Regions from separate parts of the Macaca mulatta genome. Here region 2 is linked to region 1. A link is a contact called in public Hi-C data. All regions are on one chromosome and are shown on one strand. Each heading gives the region's core, a stretch centred on a gene start, on an enhancer-like site or on the middle of the called end of the contact. The rest is flanking DNA. Distances are from core to core; before and after follow the strand shown. Region 1 holds the start of PRDM8 (PR/SET domain 8). Region 2 has its middle 15 kb from the start of PAQR3.

Evidence for each region. A called contact is a pair of places that touch in the nucleus more often than the background predicts.
Region 2: a contact with region 1 is called in a Hi-C map of fetal cortical plate, with 4 times the contacts expected there. The contact joins the enhancer-like site here to the promoter of PRDM8 in region 1. A contact is called at or near these places in 5 of 14 Hi-C or Micro-C datasets (fetal cortex germinal zone, fetal cortical plate, fibroblasts and 2 more).

The regions. Positions count from the first base shown.
Region 1 is chr5:53,603,705-53,610,331 of T2T-MMU8v2.0, forward strand. PRDM8 (PR/SET domain 8) reads right to left here and starts at 3,195. Exons shown (of 5, transcript XM_078002643.1): 1 at 2,926-3,195; 2 at 409-629. The coding sequence starts at 627. It overlaps LOC144340976, which reads right to left. Exons shown (of 4, transcript XM_078002644.1): 3 at 4,580-4,691; 4 at 4,067-4,342. The coding sequence ends at 4,337.
Region 2 is chr5:54,882,643-54,889,269 of T2T-MMU8v2.0, forward strand. No RefSeq gene overlaps it. Among named protein-coding and RNA genes, the nearest start is that of PAQR3, 15 kb to the right of the region's middle. Within about 2 kb of position 3,324, at least 1 of the 40 cell types and tissues checked has an H3K27ac peak or open chromatin away from gene starts, as enhancers often do. A contact at or near this core is called in fetal cortical plate, where this site is marked.

The DNA of each region.
Region 1 (6,627 bases), core at 1,945-4,444:
ACTAGCTAATATTACCAAAGAAACTAATATTTAGGGGATGAAGTAGCCTCCTCAAATGGAAGGCAAATACTTGTCAAAGAACTTGCAGAAACTAGTTAGTATGCAAATAGCCTCCGCCCCAGTGAAATCTCCCAGAGTTTAGGATAAACCAGATAAACCAGAACTGAAGCACTGATTTAGATATTTCTAACATTCCAAATCAAATTTTGTCATTTATTGCAAAAAATCAGTTGACAATAATTTGAGTTTAATTTTCCTTTTCTAATTTTTGATGTGTGAAATGGATTGCTTGCTTTATTGCATTTTCCACAGGCAAAACCTATCTCCACTTGTCATTAGAATTATTTTTAGTCCATTTCCAACAGGACATTACCCTCATACACCTACACAGCTCCAGTGGAGACTTACCCGAAAGATATAAGGTACTGTTCTCTTGTCAGTAGACTTGAGAGCTATGAAAGCTATGCTGTCATATAGGGAAGTATGGCTCAGGACACAGGGACCAAATATAGCATTCTCAGGGATGTCGCAGGTGGTGTAAACGCTGGTAAAAATATCTGTCAGACATTGTTGGACAGCCTTGGCATCTCCATCCCAGATGCCTCGCTGGATGCCTGTATCCTCCATCACTGGAGATAGACACACAGCACAAGAAAGTGAGTTACAATACTGCTTCTACTGCCATTAACCTAGGCAGAACTGTTCAAATACTAGGCAGATTTTCCTTGCACCTGCCTGATTTTTGCATAGCTCTTATTTCAAAATTATAGGAGATAAACATGGCATATTTTAAAGATGAAAACTAAGAGATACTTGTTAAAATAATTAGAATAGTGGGAAATCTGGAGCTGACTGCTTAGAAGAAAGAAAAGAAAGGGCTGGAAAGACTAGATCATTTTTGCATTACCTTGATGTTGGATTGGGTAGGTTTTGGAGGTGAAGTTCAAGGCAGAATATATATTATATATATATTATATTTATATATTATATATATATTTATATATTATACACACACACGCACATATATTTTAACCAGCCTATAGACTTCCCTTACTGAAAGAAACTTCTAACCCTTGGGGAAAAGTGCCTCTGCCTATGTATTGAACTGGGTGCCCGGGAGCTGATTTTTTCCTTTTCTTCCAAAGAGGGGAGCAGCGTTAGTGAGCAGGCGGAGACAGCGGAGCATGGCGAATGGATTTCAAGTGGAGTGTCAGGGCCACTAATTCTGTGTCAGCCAACCTTTCTCTGCAGCCTACAAGAAGGGACGTATGTCTGCTCATTACCATAATCCAACACTGTTCCTCTGAGGCTTTAATTAAAAGCAGCAAGCAGAGGTAATTTTTTTTTCTGGACATGCTTATTTATGGATGAGAGTGAATCCCGGTTACCTTGTTATACAAGGGGGTGGATTGAGTCACATGTAGCTCATGAAGTGAGCAGGTACAGGACAGGCCTAAAGTGTCCCCAGTCTGAAATACTGTGTGTAATGACTGGTAAATTTTCACTCCCCCTACCCCATATGACCCTTTTTGGGCAAGAGGGGGCAGCCCTCCTTGAGCACTCCTCAGTGGGCTCTCCAGCTGTTTAATCCACAGCAATTTAGAAAGTAATGCCCCAATGGAGGGTTCTCTATTAAGCTGTCATAAAGGGACATTTTCCTTCCTCTGGACACCCCATACAAGACTTATCATTAAAAAAAAGAAAAAAGAAAAAAAGAAACAGGTGCTTAAATTTTTTTAACTAGCTTTGGACTAGCTGCATTGCTTAGTATTTCAAACTAATCAAAAGATTCCTCCAAGTTTGTTGTTCCCTGATAATGTCACCGTTGGCAATTATTTATGTATGTTTTGTATAATTAAAGTAACAGGAAAGAGTAGATCTAATTCTTTTCCTGCAAAGCTGTTCATTATGGAATAATATCAGTGACGTCTGTTTTTATTTTAATTTATATTAACCAATTAACCTTACACGTGTGACTACAAGGTGTGCTTTTTCCCCCCCATTCCAGCTAACATAGCCTAAAACTTTGGTTCGTCTCATTTTCCATTCATCCTCTTGCATCCCCCAAATGTCAAGTGTTGGGCTGTATCTACCAGACAGCAGAAATAAGGGAAAATATCCATAAAGAAGAAACTTTATTATTCTACATCATCTATCCCTGGACATTTTTACCCCATACAAGGTAGACATCCTGATTTTTCATTTCAAATTAAAATACATTTTAAAAAACCCATAACCTCTCATCTCATTTTCAACGGAATCCTATTCTCCTCTTTTCAATTTCCTTCAATTCAGCGTTTTATGCCCCAATTTCTCTCTTCCTTTTAAAAATCTCTTTCACACAAGCATTTCATTGTGCTGGGAGGTCGCCCCCGTCACTTCGGGCAACAGCAGGGACACAGTCATTAAAATGCAGTTCTACCTAACAATACGGTGAAAAGGTCCTCACTCCGCCGCGCTAATAGCGGTCGGAGTCGCCGCGCCAGCCGCCACGAGCCTCAAGCCCATCACAATAACTGCTGGGCAAGAGCCTAGGAGCGCCCGCCCGCGTGCGGTCGCCTTTGCCACCCAACGTTTCACAGCTCCGTGCCCCGCTCTGGGCCCAGGTTCTTATCCGCCTGCCCTGGGAATATGCCCCAGAGCCGGCGGGGCTTTCTGAAAGCCGGTCGCTGCTGCCCGCCGCTAGCCCGTCCCTCTAGTCAGGCATTGTCTGGCGGCCGCGCGCTCCCCAGTCCCTGGCTTCTCCGGCAAAGTGCTCCCCACCCGCTCCTCCTTTTGTACAATATTCCTGGCAGTAGAGAGCCCCTCAAGAATTATTTTTCTCTCTCTTCTGGATAATAAGGAGACGGAAGACAAAATTTTCTACTCTTTCCACCAAACTGCCTTCCTCCCATCCCCCTCCCACATCAATGCAAATAGACTTACCAGGAATAAGGTCAGTATAGACTCTACCAAATAAGGCCACCTGGAACCCGGAAGATGCAATCGAGTGTTTCTTTTTGCCTATTGTATCAGTGTATTTCCATGTCAAGAGGTGTTGGTGTTGCCGTCTTTTAGGCTTTTCCTAAAGAGATAAGAGAGAGATGGAGAGATGGGGAGAAAAAGATTGGGGGGTGGAGGGAGGCAGGGAGAGAGAGAGAGAGAGGGAGACGGAGAAACGGAGAGAGTTGTACAGATGGACCCGATGCAGTGACTGACTGGCACGCAGACACACACTTTTTGTTTGCTGCACATAATCTGCCCAATGACGCGTGACAGCCCACGTCCCCTCCCTTTAACTCTTTGCTGGGCCAGGAGCTCCCTCCGGCGCCGCCTGCCTCGCAGCTTTTTCCCCCGGCCTGCCCGCGCCCCGCAGATCATGAGCGCCTACCCCGGGTGGCAACGCCTCTCAGAGAGCGTCCCGGCCCGCCTCTTCCTAAAGCTCGGGCCCTCTGGGACGGCTAGGAGGGGAAAATCGTTTCAGGATTGGAAAGGAAGGTACCAAAAGGATTGGAGAGGGCCTTTCCCCGTTTCACTAGGCACTTGGAGAAGCTATGACAGAGAGCTGGACACCCAGCGCGTGCGGACCCCGAGCGTATTTCCCCGGAGTCCACGTTCCGTGAAAGGGAGAGGGGTGCGGTTAGCCCCAGGGATACTCTAGCCCTGGAGCCACCGCTGATTTGCGCCGCTAGTTGCCTGAGGTTGATAAAGGGGCGTCGTCTCTCTTCAGGAGCACCAACACTACCAAGCTTCCCCCTGCAAAATTCAGAAAGGATGCGCTTTGGTAAGAACTTGACTCAGCCTTCCCATGGCTCGGGAGATGAGGTTGGAGTGAGAATGTCACCAGACCTCGGAAGGGGACATAACGGTACCTCCCAGTCCCAGGACACGGGTACGTGGGCGGAGGTGGGGTGCCGGAGGTTGGTGGGAAGAGCGCAGGTTAGTGGACTCAAACAGTTCCTGGTTTTTTTGTTTGTTTGTTTGTGTTTTTTTTTTGCCCTCTGCTTCGTGCAGAATCTGCACAGCCCCAGAGGGAGTCCTATAATGGGTGCTGTTGGCACTCTGAGGTCTTGGGGTTGCGAGGCAAGGGTGATTCAAAATAAAAATGATTATCAAGATGGGCTCCGGAAAGCTTTTCGCATCCAGCGGGTGGTGGAGGAGGGGATGGAGTTGCCAAGGCCGTCTCGGGAGCCTCGTTTGTGCGCTAAGCCACTTAGAGGCGCTGACTTGCCCCTTTAGTGCAGCAGCTGATGCTAATGACTTGAGGTCTTTAACAGCCTGCAAGTTGACTCCTTCAACGGGGCTGCAACACCATTTCGCTGGGGGATCTCGGGCTTCTTTTTCACAGTTCAATTCTCTACTCCTAAGGGAAGAAAGGCCTTTGAGTGGTATAGATTGTTTCTCAACTTCTTCAGCCCCACCCACACCACCACTACTTTGAAGTGGGCAATCTGTCAGCATTAGGATAAATCGGATTGTGCAGCTGGCTAAAGTGGAGGAGGTACAACCACAACTTAAGGAGATAGCCTCCTTGGTGTTGTTTTTCCTTGTTGTTGTTGTTGAAATAATGTATTTGGGGAGTTGGCAAAAAGCAGCTTACCATGTTAGTTTGATCCTCTCCCAGCTTTGAGACCCTTCTCTGGAACTCAGTGGAGTATGGAGGCTTGGACAGCCTGGTGACTGCAGTCCCAGGAGGCCAGGGGAGGATTTTCCTGAGGAGAAACAAGTGCAAGGACTTTCCCATGAAGTTCATTTTCTTCCTTGTTCTCCCTCTCTCTCTCTCCCCCTCCCGCCCCTGTGTGTGTGTGTGTGTGTGTGTGTGTGTGTGTTTCCTTCTCTTTTCTGGTCAGTACCCCATGCAAGTTCTGAATTGCTGCCTAGAACTAAGCTGAAATTCACAGAAGGAAGGGCTGTCAAATCCCCATATTTTGAGAGAAAGTGGGGGAATTCCTTAGTTTTCAGGTTAGCTACTGACTTTTCAAAGAAAGCTTCTTGAAGTGCAGTTTTACGTACTTTGGCTATGTGCAATTTTATGTACTTCAGCTAAGGGTGACTCCTAATGATCAAGGCTTAGTGCAATGAGGGCTCTCTTACATGTCTGTATATAAGAATCTGCAGCTGTACTGAGCTACCAATTGTCTTATAACTGATTGCTCCACTGAATACTAGATTCACTTCTTTCTCTCTCTCTCTCTCTCCACACACACACACACACACACACACACACACACACACACAAAAAAAAAAAAAAAAAAAAAGCATGGACACACTGTCCCCTAATACTTCTTTAAAGAATGGGTGGAAGAATTAGAAATGTGAAAATAATGTCTCAAACATCTGGAAAATAAACCTCAGGTTTGAAGAATAGTGGCCAGAAACGTAAGTTAATTCCGAGTAGAAGAAAGAAGAAAAGTAAAGGGCAGAAGAGGCATGGTTGTAAACAACTTCCAGTTAATAAAGAAAAGTAGCCATAAGAGAGTCATGCGGTCCCTTAGAAACTACAGACTGATAAATGCAATATGGTGTGTGAGGAATGGTGTTTAAGAACATAATTTCATTAATCTGTTGAACAGAACACTCCTTAGTGCTTTCTTTTGCTGTTATTTAGAGCATTGGAAGTTTATCTTTCAGGAAAAGTCATCTGTCCATGCAAAGCATTAAAAAATTACCTTACATATTGTAAATATATAAGCCTCTACTCCAGAATGTGGACATTTAGAAAATAAACTCTAAATGGAAGGCATTTTTCTTGTGCCTGGCCTTTCTCTTATTAGATATAGAGACCATTTAAACTATGTTTCTTTTGAGGTACTAAAACCTTGACTCCAGTTTGTATAAAATAATGTTTTTGATACTTAAGTTCAGGGTGGAACAGCTTGACCTTTTTAAGTCTCAAGCTAGAAAACAGCGACGATTTTATACATCTGAGAAGGGAGTGATTTATTGAGAAACTGGCCAACAGATGCTTCATTTCAGTTTTACTTTTTTAACCTCTAATTAATGTTTTTCCTACTGCTTTCAGATAAAGATCCTTAAATATCAGAATTTCTCACATTTTATGAATCTGACCTACCCTTCTTATTATGAGTTAAATAACTGACATAACAAAACAATATAAGTAAGATTAAATCAAAGTTCTTACTTGGAGAGTTTTCTAGTAATTTAAGTGGTACACATTTTGCTTGGTAATATAAATGTCCTAAATGACAATCATTAATAGGGGATAAAGAAAATCTACAAATTATTTTTTTTCCTGTAGAAATTTATGGGCTAAAATGGTACATAAACTACTTTGAAATCACTCTGCATTAATACTTACTGGAATTCACTGATACTAAATGAAGGGTTGAGGCATTTATTCAGCCTCAGACAGTACTATAAAAATGTACCTAGTCAACAGTTTTATGTAATTCACATGGAACAATGGGTTTATGCATATATTTGGAGCTCTCTTCCCTAGGATTTTATTTCCAATTAAGTAATTAGAAGAATGACAATGAAGAGTGGGCATGCTCACCTTGTTCCACTTTAGCAAGGCTCTTTGGAGTCCTGGCAAAAATACACATGTAGGAAACTGTAGTGTTATTTTGGAAGAGTGGGCTGGAGAGAGGTTGATAAATGATACCCGAGGTGCCTTTTATGACCAAA
Region 2 (6,627 bases), core at 2,074-4,573, 1.3 Mb after region 1:
ATGGTGAAACCCTGTCTCTACTAGAAAAAAAAAAAAAAAATAGCTGGGCATGGCAGCAGGTGCCTATAATCCCAGTTACTCAGGAGGCTAAGGCAGGAGAATTACTTGAACCTGGGAGGTGGAGATTGAAGTGAGCTGAGATTGCAACACTGTACTACAGCCTGGGTGACAGAGTGAGACTCAAAAAAAAAAAAAAAAACTCATGTAAAATAAGAAAACATCAGCAACACCCCAAGCTGATGTGGGAAATTCTGAAGGAAAAAAAGCACAGGGCTTATTATAGTAGTAACATGTCTTTTCTTAAAATCTATGTATCTATTTGCAGAAGGGAGGACTATCATAAAGAAGTTAAAACTAAAAAAGACAAAACTGTCCTTCCCCCACTGACAGGCAGGCTGGGTGGTGGCGAGCAGAACTGAGTAAACAAGCCACCCCTGGGTAAGGAGCAGAGTGAAGCCTGCGGTGTCACACTGTCCTTCCCATACTGCCCTGCCAGCACCATGACTACTACCTCCACCATCAAAGACATGCATTTACATATACTAGGCACAAATCAGATAGTGGGAATGTGTGTGAAGCAGGTTCACTGTGCACTGGCTACCAATTTGTCTGAGTCCAGTGAGACAGAACACCCACACATACAACAAGTTACATGAAGTGGATTTATCACTTACAGATAAGAAGCAAGAGACCAAAAAAAAAAAAAAAAACCCTAGGATTCATGATGAGCCTGTCCCCTCAAGGCTCAGGAAAGCTGCCTGGGGAAGATGAAATCTCATCAGTATGTGCCCCACTTGCACCACAGCCGAAGGACCCCCAGTAGGCAGCCTGCCCTGGGTTTTATACCATAGGGACAATATGACATGCGGGGCTAAAGTGACATTTTGTTTACAGAGGGGACTGGCACAATGGACTGTTCAGGTCAGTCCCTCCGTATTGCAGGATGTTGCATTCCCAGCACATTCTACAGTTTCTCTTGAGAACTACACACAAAAAAGGAGGGAGAAATGGGTGGGTCCAAGGCCACCTGAAGAACTGTTCTGCATGTAGTAGGTCAACAATATATCGTAAGTGCTTACAATGCACTGTATAATGGTTTTGCACAGTGGTGAAAATGGATATCAAGACTGACAGTGAGGTAGGGACAAATCAGACAAAGGACACGTGATCTGAGAGACTGTATATACCGGGGCACTATGGCCTGGCAGTACCACTTGCCAAGTCAGTCCCATCACTGTCACCCTAATGAGTTGGGGAATAGGAGACTAATGTCAGTTGAATATGAGCCCACACATCTTTTTAGAATTTTTCTTCTCCCCTTACTTCCTCCCTAATCATGTCATTGTATTGTTCTAATCACATGCCATTTTCACCAAAGAGAGAAGAAATATAAAGAAACCCAAACTTTGAGGTTTGTGGAGATCAGGTTACTTGCTAAACCCTAAATGTGATTCTGACAATATTTAGCACAGATGAATCCTTCGAAGCAGAGTTACAAAAAATTTCTCAATCATATTCACTATTTATTTTGTGTTAATCCATCATTCCAGTGTATTGTTGAAAAATGTGGCAAACCGAATCAGTTTCTAATACATCCAAACATAACATCTAGAGGAGTTACTAGTCTAGTTGTTTGATTACCCAGCTGTGTCCTTAGTACATTTAAGTATTTAGTAAATGGTAACTTAAAATTACCTCCTATTCATAAAGAGAAGCATAATTAAATGATCTATTCATTTATCCATCTATCCAGCAAGTCACCCAGCCAATAATACTTATTAACTACCTAATATAGACCAGACATTCCCCTAAGCAATTAAGGCTATCAAGAAGAAAAGAAATAATCTATGTCCTCAAGAAATACATAATATTGAACAGTAGACTCAAATATGTTTCATTGTACACCATCATCCGCTAAAAAATTTAAGCATATATACCCAATACCACAAATGTATATTTATTATTTCTAAATTACAAATAAGTACTATCATAATAATATGCTGCATGTGTAGATAATATATTTAAAACAATGCTAATATTTTGATACAGTAAATATATAGAGATATAATATACACCAGGAAAAAATGACACAAAAATTATAGTTAAAAGAAGTGAAATAAAAAATAAATAGTTCTAAGTAGAGTAAGAGAAAGAGTTCCAAAAAAAAAATGAACCAGACCCTTAAATCAGCAGCATCAAGGACAGTATCCAAGAAAACAAGTGACTGCCTTTTGGCCAGGGTACTTCTGAGATAAGATCTACTAGATACCATTTTCTGCTTAACCCAGACTACCCTTTCCCATCATTATAATTGCAACATACAACCTCCACATTTTAAGGAGTGAGAAGATCACTTTCACTGGTCCTACATAAATAATTTGAAATTCTAACTTTGGAGATACAGAAAAATTTTATTTTGGAAAATCTAAGATCTCCTTAGGTTTAATTTGATGTGAAAATTTAAAAGAGACTTCAGAAAACTGGCTGAAGCTTAAGTAGAAAAAATGTATTTCCCATAATTTCTCCGGTGCAGTCATTAATAATATAACAATGAAAAGCCAAATTCTGCCACATTATTGGCAACCATCCTTCTATCACTAAAAAGAATGATCTTATCATTGACAGATGCTAAGACTCAGTGGTTTGAATCACACCATGTGTTACAAATTAAAAGGACTAACATAACAATAATACTAATCTTGAAAAACATAGGAGAAAAATAATTGTTAGGAGCTGTAGGACCAACATTTAAACTAACCCACATACAATAGTCCAAAAAAGCCACACATAAGATAACATATTAGTCCAGTTAGTTCATTCAGCAAGTCTAGGTCCACTCTGCCTAAAGCATTAAGCCATATCTATAATGTTTTAATTTCTATGAAAGAAATAGATATTAGTTTATGCATAGGAAAAACTATTTTTAAAAACATTATTTGTATATGGGAAGTGGCTGGAATAAAAATTTTTAACCTTCTTAAACATCCATGTCTCTAAGTTTAATTTTTTGTAAGGATAATGTACCATTCTTACAAGGAAAATATATAACTTTTTAACAAACAAAAAGCTCTATTAAAAAAATAGCATGGTGCAACAAAAACCACATCAAACTAAAAATCAGAAGACTTTGGTTCTAAAAAATCAGTGCTGCCATTCACCAATCACGAAATAAATGGCAATTAATATTGGTGGTGGTTGTGGTGCTAGTTCTGGCTCTGGTGCTGGTTGTGGTTGCTGTTACACTGGTCGTGGTTCTATCAGTTGATTCCAAAGGACACCCTAAACTTGCTCAAGTCTCCTCTTCTGAAAGGCTACCTTTTCATGTATATCGTGTGCCAGTATTGCCCCCTACCAACGAGAGGTTGCATCACAGCCTGCTCAAAAAGAGATGGTTTTTCCACCTGTTCCTGCTGAGGCATGACTCCTCTAAACCTGAACAGCCCTGATTTCTAGTCTGGCATCCACCTCTAAATAGCTGTAGCACCTATGACAAGTCCTCTAACTCTCTGCTTGTGAGAATGTCCCAGGCACATATGTAAAAGTGAGACTGTCTTTTCTCCTGTACTGTATGAGGTAACACAGAGTGATTCGTGGGTAGCTTCTTAAATTTTATTTCAGCAAACATTTAGCAAGTGCTATTATGTGCTGCATACTGTGCTAAGAGCTGGAGGTATGAACATGAATGAAATATGGCCCCTATCCTTAGTGTTCACGGTGTCTCAAGTTTGTATATGGAAATAACATTTTAATTGTACATGGAAAAGAACATTTTCTTTCACAAGTTCATTTGTTCATGTTAACAGATGAAAAAGCCATGGGTGTATGCTCAAGGAGCTCACTTATTAACATTTGGTTTATAATTTTGTACAAGAACAGAAGCGAAGGGTGCTTTTATTAATCCTCCAGTGAGTCAATGCACATTTACTGAGCATTTACTATTTGCAAGGCACTAGGCTTGCTACCAGGGATTCACACAAGATGGGAACTACTTTCAAGATGACAGGAAACAAGTTAGGGAGTAGGGCAGTAAGTGCTCTGACTGCTCAACCACCTCTTCCGGGAGGATTTGAGGAATTCTCCTCTGAGGAAGGACACTGGATAAAATCCTAAACAATCATTGCTTGCTAGTAAGAAGGAAAAGAAGGTGGCCAGAACAGACCAGACAGATGGGGGTAGGAGAAGGACAAAGTTACACAAAAGGTCCCGACTGTGTCAGCCCTTAATCCAGAAGAAAGAAGCACGCTAGAATTCAGAGTTCCCTTAAGTAAGCAGCGGAGACCTTATTAAAATGCACTAAACTTAGGGGGATTCTCAGATCATCTTTACTGAATAAAGACTCTGGGGATAAGCTTTAATTAATTGAGAATAAAGAGAGTGGGAGATCACTAACGATATCCCCAAGTGGAAAAGGATAGTAGTTGGAGGCCAGTACTAAAATCAGACTTTTAATTTGTGCTCAGGGAACCGCTAGCTCCTGAAAGCACTGGTTTCTCATGGTTCTGAAACTTCAGTGAGGGCAAGAATGACTAGTTTCTTTTAAATCCTTCAGAGTCTGGTTATGTAGCTGGGAAAAGGCAGGTCTAAGATTTTGTTTTATTTTTGTTGTTCTTAACATACATCCTAGTGATTCAAAAGCAGATGATCAATAAATAGATCATACTCTAAGCAGCAGTGCCTTACAGCGCTATACCAAGGGGTCTGATAACATAGTTGACACCAATTCCAGAGCTCTGAGCTGTATAATTCTAAATGTTTCACATGTGTGCCAGACAACTAGATGCTATCACTGGATGTGACATATTGACTTGCCAGAGCCACATAAGAGCTAAAAGTGTTTTACACATTTGCCCAGAAGCATAAAGAAAGCTATGCAAGCACAAAACAGTGTCTTTGTAAATATCATGGGATAGTAATAATGAAATTGCTATTTCTGGGCGTGTTGTTAATTCTGCTTTATCTATCTATACCTGCAGGTTTCTGACGGTCTGTACTCAGCGCTAGCTGTGGCCACACTGTGGAAGGAAAAGCTGAGTCCCAGCTGGACCAGGTGAGCCTGATGAACAGTGGCCTGCCCAGGAACCAGTCAGATTTCACCAGCTATTCATCTCCCCAGCCTCAATCACCCTGAGCCCTCCAAAAGAGGAAAGATGAGCCAGAGATTAGGTAGAGAGGGAAGTTCAAAGTGAAGCACAGGGGAGGAGAAGAGCTATTTATCCATTTTCTGAGCTGAAGCTTGCCTGTCAAGAAAACATTCTTTGTTTCAGTTTTCCTGAGGAAAATAGAACAGCAAATTATGTTCCATTATGATAAAGATAAAGGCAAAGCTGCAAAACCATTGAAAAATTATGTGAACTTAATTACTAAGTTTTGTATTTTAAAAACTCTTTAAATTTCTAGTGGGCTGAATTATTCATATTTAGGAATTTCAATTCATACATAGATAATTTTTTTTTAATCATAGTGTATCAACCTTAAAATCACTCATTTCTCACCCCTATCTCAGTGTAAGGCTCAAGCCCAGAGAGCAAGAGGTGACAATTCTGCAGGAGAAGAGTGCCATCTGCAGGAGGATTGTATAATACCTGGCAAAATCCTCAGAGTTAACAAAAATGAGACAATTCATTAGTGGAGATTCCACACTCAGCAAGTTGTCTGGTATACAGTAAACTCAATAAATTATTATTGTTATTTGCATGGTAGTAAGGATGGCAATATATAATTTTGCACTGAATCTCTTGAAATTGAAAAACAAAAACAAACCAAGCCCAAAGAAAGAACCAGAGTCTATTCAGCTTAGTCAGATCATTCTCCTGGTTTTCATAGGAACACTTCCAGATATGTAAGAGTCTATATCATTTTTAAAAGTCTTACAGAAGGAAATTCCACAACCTCTTATATTTATACCCATGGCTCTACAAACTTCAGCAGGGTCAGGGTTAGGAAAACTTAGCGATGTAAATTTAGTTTGGAATGCTCTCCTTCCTCCCCTTTCAGAATTGATACCAGCCCTCATTTTAGAACATACGTTCTTTCATTTGTTCAATAAATATTTTTGTGCACCTGCTATGTTCAAGGTGCTGTGATATTTAACCTGCATACAATGGTGAACCCACCATATTTCCTGTCTTTCAAAAGATTACAGCCAGTTGATCCTATAAGACTCCAGGATGCTCCTGCTTCCTTTTCCCTGTCTCTCACTTCCTTTTTCAGCTCCTTCTTCCTTCTTCCTTATAAATACTTCATGCTAGGAACTTCCCACAATCCCCCTTACTCCCAACAAAACTAAACTGCCCATACTTTATTTTCTCAGGGTTCTAATCTAAGTAGTGACTAGCTAATCCAGTAAATGATTTCATGACAATTGCTAATTGATCTCATCACCAAAGTAATTTGAATACATTTTAGTGAGGTATTTCTGAAGACACAACAAACATGTAGGCCTCTGTGTTGGACTAATGGAGATGATCTTCTGAGTTAGGCAGGGCCTTGTGGTGTATGTGGTACCTGATACTCCAAAGAGCAGAACGAACCTTGATTTTTGGTTTTATGCCATCATTTCAAACTATTTCTAAATTTGCCACAATAGAGTTAAAGAATTCTATTGAAGATGTGCCCAGTCATTTTTTA